Linked DNA regions of Hordeum vulgare: region 1 is linked to region 2. The links are chromatin contacts, called in public Hi-C maps. All regions are on one chromosome and are shown on one strand. The core of a region is the stretch at or near the end of the contact, and the rest is flanking DNA. Distances in the headings are between cores, read along the strand shown.

Region 1 (2,777 bases), core at 165-2,664, 530 kb after region 2:
TTTTTTATTAAAGTCAATGGTTGACTAATTAATTGATCAATTACGCATGACAAAACAGTCCTCGAGCGAGGGAGGGCGGGAGCGAGCGAGCGATCAAGTAGGAACGAGCGATCAGGCGAGCGCTACATGGTTTTCGTGTTGTGTCGGGTCATTCTGATTACTACTTTTGACTATCTCGATACCTTTTCATGAATTATTTTGAAATACCTATTTTTTATTATTTTTATTTTTATTTTATTTTCTTCTTTTTTATTAAAGTCAACGATTGACTAACTAACTGATCAAGTACGCACGACCAAAAACAGTCCTCAAGCCAGGGAGGGAACGATCAGACCGGAGCTAGCGAGCGATCAGTCAGGAGCGAGCGATCAGGCGAGCGCTACATGTGCCGGCCCAAAACCAAGCGCTGATTAGGGACTCCCGGGCGAGAGGGGCGGCCGGCCCGCGCCACAGATGCAAGGGGCCCCAGGTATGCGCAGCGAAATATACGTGCTCACTCGACGAAAACTGAGCCGAGTATAACTTTTTCCTTGATTTCCTCGCTGGTACGATTGTTTCCGGGAGCCGTGCGGTGATTGTGGAGCAGATCTTTTATTGCACGCGATTAGTCAGGAATCGTATGGAAAAATGGCTCCTGATTTCTTTCCTTAATCCACCAACTGAAAACTCTCCGTCCAATTGCTTTGTTTTGGAACGTGCTCCCAATTTTCGGGGTAACCGGGCAAGTGGATCCTTAAAAAGAGAACAAGTCAAACGGGAATTCCCAGTCATACACGAAGCTGGGAGGTGAGAACATAGATTCTTCACGTATCCATCTTCTGTGAGCGCGTAGCGGCTCCTCGATTCAAAGAAGCCCCGAATCTGTGGATGTCCAGGCTGCCGGGGATAGCCATATCGCTGCCTCATACATGACGATTACAGTTACATAAGGTATGCGTGGATCTCTATTTATATATATGTCTATTGTATGCCGTATGAGATTTTACTAGAATTCTTTATTGAATTCACTCTGGAGGTGTGTGGAAAAGAAACAAAAGAGGAAGAGGATGGATGAGTACGATGATCAGATTTTTTTTTAATAGAGTTACGAAAAAGTAGCAGGCGTCAGGGCCGAAAATAAAACTGGTAGTTATTTTTGCCCTAACCCTAATTGTGATTGCTTTATGCTGTTTACTTGACATACAGATGCGGGAGCCGGCTGTTGAGTGACAGACAAATAGCGGAAACCCCGAAAGGTCACCGACAACTCCTCTTTCAAGCTACAAGGTTACTGCATCTCAGGATCTGAGACCCTACAAACAAGTGAGGTCATGCGAGATTGTTTCTAATAATAGCCAGCCTATTTTAGAAATACGACACAAACTGAAACGGAGAAGGTCACTCTTAAACCAAAGAGGTTTCAACGGCAGCTAGCGCGCATTGCCCTGGCGTGTCCCCTGGAGGAGACCGCCAACTTTCCGTAGGCCGGGAGGCCCGAGCCCGGCGAGCACGTTCCGATGGCAGAAACCCGCTGTACGTTTGCCCGCAACCTTTCTGCGTCTTCTTTCGTGTCATTCTGTTGTTAATGCATTCATTCATTTGGATCAAGCATGGTTTTCATAATTTCATCTTGCCATCGGAGCTTCACGTGATCTTTGTACCAAACAAAGCCAAATGGAGATCTCAATGTTTCGCTAGTTTGATCGCTGTTACTGCAAATGATAACTGATCTGCAGACGATGCAGAAGAAGAGGTGAACGACCACCCGATCGAGGAGGTCCGGAACACGGTGCCGATAACCGACGACCCTTCGGAGCCGTCCCTGACGTTCCGAACATGGGTGCTGGGGATGCCGTCCTGCGTGCTGCTGGCCTTCGTCAACGAGTTCTTCATGTACCGGTCCAACCAGCTGAGCATCGGCACCGTGGTGGTGCAGATCGCCACCCTGCCCATCGGCCGGTTCATGGCGTCGGCGCTGCCGGCGAAGCTCATACGCGTCCCGCTCATGGGCTGGACCTTCACCCTCAACCCCGGCCCTTTCAGTCTCAAGGAGCACTGCCTCATCACAATCTTCGCCGGTGCGGGCGCCAGCGGCGTCTATGCCATGAACATCATCGCCATCGTCAAGGTCTTCTATAAGCGGCAGATCAACCCCTACGCGGCCATGCTGCTCGCGCAAACAACCCAGGTGATCCAATATTAGCTCGACTTTTCATTCCATATCCATTGGCTGAATTTCGAGGTCATTTTGGCCAATGTGGGGCTCTGTTTAATTTCAGTTGCTTGGGTACGGATGGGCTGGCTTGTTTAGGACGTACCTGGTGGATTCGGCCTACATGTGGTGGCCTCTAAACCTTGTCCAGGTCACCCTCTTCAGGTCAGTACGTACGTAGAGTTGTTGAGAGAGACTTGAAGCAATGCAACTTGTCTATACAAATGAATGATGTATATTATTATAATATATGGACCAAAACTGCATGACCATAGACCGTCGTATGACCATATACAGGGCGATGCACGAGGAGGAGAAGAGGCCCAAGGGGCAGCTGACACGGCTGCAATTCTTCTTCATCGTGATGATCTGCAGCTTCGCCTACTACTTGATCCCCAGCTACCTGTTCCCAGCGGCGAGCACCCTCTCGGCGCTCTGCTGGTTCTACAAAGACTCTATCACGGCGCAGCAGATCGGCTCCGGTCTCAAGGGCCTCGGCGTCGGCTCCTTGGGCCTCGACTGGAACACCGTCGCGGGGTTCATCGGCAACCCGCTCGCCTCCCCGGCGTTCGCCATCTTCAACATG
Region 2 (2,751 bases), core at 108-2,607:
ATTCTTCCAAAGGTGTCTGCATAAATTGACCCATACTACCCTACAAGACACCTAACAAATGCATCAATCTCTAAACTGGATGAACCACCTAATAAGTCCAATGGTCCAATACCCCGAATCTCTTTGACATTTTCTGGGTCTAAAAGCAATCAATAAACATCAAAGTCCCACTCTTAACTCTGTTGGTCGCCACATCGTTTCTCCTGTTTATCAAGGGTTCTAGTCCTAACCCGAGAGCCCGAACCTAGACCTTTCCACTGCATAGGGCAATGAGTTCAAACAGCTCATATGGGAGTATAACCTTTAGGTAGGAGATGTCAAGGCTGCGGAGGTCGCGGCACTTTTTGACAAGCAGATCGACGCCGATGTCAGAGATTTCACGGCACCACTTGAAGCTCAGAGTCTCCAGTCTGGGGCAGCCCACGGCTACCTTGGCGAGCCCCATATCAGTGACCCCAAGGCACTTTTCCAGATTTAGCTCCCTCAGCCCAGAGGCGGCGGCCAGGGCGGCAGCCTCCCTATCCCCAGCACCGACGCAGTGCGACAGGTCGACAGCCTCGAGCCTGGGGCAGGCGGCCACGAGGGCTTCCAGCCCGCGCCAGCCCACTCCGCTGGCCCGCGCCAGGCAGACCTGTCGGACGGTGCCGAGGTCCGCGCCGGCTAAAGCGGCTGCAAGAGACGCGTCGTCGAGCGAGGCACAGGCTGAGAGATCGAGGCGCTCGAGCGCCGGGAAGGCGCGGAGCAGGCGAGGGAGCGGCTCCCGGCGGAGCACCCGGAGGGCCCGGCGGTGCGCGGCCTCAGCGCGCGCGAAGGCGCGGCTGACGAGGCGGCAGGCCTTGCGGTCCCGCCGCTCCAGCACGCGATCGAGCACCTGGCCGAGCAGATCCACGGACAGCGCACCGACGCCGCCGCCGCCGGTCCCGCCGCCGTACCTCTGCGCCTCCTCCTCGCTCATCGCGGCTGACGATTCCACCGGGCAGCTCCGGCGGCGAGGGCCGGCCTGTCGGCGAGGCGTGGAGCTTAGGTCGGGATGAAGAGGAAGGAGAGGGCGACGAGGTAGGGGTGGCCGCCGGGGATCGGGAGGCGCGGTACGGCGGCGGCCCTGCGGGGTCGGTATGGGGCGCAGCGCCTCAGCATGGTAGGATCCGCGCGCAGGGCGGGAGGCGGCCGCACGGTGCGATCGTTCCTGATCCGGGCGGCGGAGGAGCGGCAAGGCGACGGCCGGTGGTGGCGAAGGTACGGAGGGAGGAAGGTGGGTAGATGGGTGGGGAGTGGGGAGAGGGAGGGAGGATGGGAGGAGAAAGATGTGGATAGGTAGCACCTGTCGGAGTAGCGCCTGCCTCGGCCCACAGGTGGAGGTATCACCTGAGACGGAACAAGATGACCAAAATGTCCAACGGACGGCCGCCCCGCCCATGGTTTTCTTTGCTTTGCTTTTCTTTTCTTTTCTTTCCGACGACGGCAGAGATGATGATAGTACTGCGTCCGTACTGCTCTGCATTAATCTATGGACGAATTATTATGACTCACTCTCTTAAGTGCAGTGCAGCAGCGCAGGTCCGTCCTTGTTTCTCGGCAAGTGGGTGGTCACGTTTTCGGCATCGTTTTCCTTCCGATGGAGCGCAATTTGGGTTCTGGAATGTAAAGCCAAGAAAACGTGGCCAAAAAAATTGTCGAGCGCGGCCACGCTCCGCTTGCTTCAGTGGTATATTCCCTGCTCACAAAGAATATCCCTTCTCTTCATCTTGTTCTTTTTGCTAGATTTAGGCCCTCTTTGATTTGCTGGGTTTTCAAAACACAGAGTGGATGTACACTTGAATTCTATAAAATTAACACAGAGTGTTTGATGTCATCGGAAAACAAATATATTAGAAAACAGATATTGAAGTGGATCTTAGATTTTCAATGAAATATATAGCACACTTATTAATTTCATAGAAAAAATCATATAGGATCGTGTGAATCGAACAACAAATGTATGGACAAAATCTTAGGGATTCTTATCCTCCAGAAATTCTATGGAATTCTTTTGAATTGGAGGAGGTCTTGTTCTTTACTATTGCATACACTAGAGGATAGTAACAATGTAACAAGGATCTGTTTGAAAATTCGGGAGAGCTATAGTATTTATCTACTCGATTTAGAAAGATAAAGGTAATGAATAATGAAGATTACTCATGAGGTGTTATTTGCTATTAATTCAAGACAGACCCCGAATGAATGGAATGACACAACTATTGTCATGATTCCCAAGATTGACAGTCCGGAACTGGTAACTCAATTATGTCACATAAGCTTGTGTAAAGTTTTTTATAAAATCATCTCTAAAATGCTTGCACTTTGGTTGAAAAATATATTGCCTGAGATTATCTCCCCCGCCCAAATTGCATTTGTTCCTGGAAGGATGATCACGGATTATATCCGTATAGCTTATGAATGTGTGCATAAAATAAAGAACAAGAGGGCTGGTCAGACTGGACTATGTGCAGTTAAATTGGACATGCACAAGGCATACGACACGCTGGAATGGTCCTTTTTGCATGATATGATGGTGAAGTTGGGTTTTCATGAACAATGGATTGAAATGATAATGGCTTGTGTTGGCTCTGTTAGATAAAATAAGGCTTAACTCTCAGGAGGCGGATGTATTCATCCCGACTAGGGGTATTAGGCAGGAGGACCCACTCTCCCCTTACCTTTTTCTCCTTTGTGCACAAGGTCTTTCTAGTTTATTGCAATTTGAAGAAGAAG

Evidence for each region. A called contact is a pair of places that touch in the nucleus more often than the background predicts.
Region 1: a contact with region 2 is called in a Hi-C map of leaf, with 2.7 times the contacts expected there. The contact joins the promoter of LOC123398697 here to the promoter of LOC123451854 in region 2. A contact is called at or near these places in 3 of 6 Hi-C or Micro-C datasets (leaf and seedling) and 1 of 1 datasets of contacts at active chromatin or transcription factors (embryo).

The regions. Positions count from the first base shown.
Region 1 is chr5H:114,552,406-114,555,182 of MorexV3_pseudomolecules_assembly, forward strand. LOC123398697 (oligopeptide transporter 1-like) reads left to right here and starts at 1,415. Exons shown (of 6, transcript XM_045093147.1): 1 at 1,415-1,512; 2 at 1,716-2,167; 3 at 2,259-2,356; 4 at 2,489-2,777. The coding sequence starts at 1,497.
Region 2 is chr5H:114,025,153-114,027,903 of MorexV3_pseudomolecules_assembly, forward strand. LOC123451854 (F-box/LRR-repeat protein 3) reads right to left here and starts at 1,358. Exons shown (of 7, transcript XM_045128397.1): 1 at 302-1,358. The coding sequence starts at 955.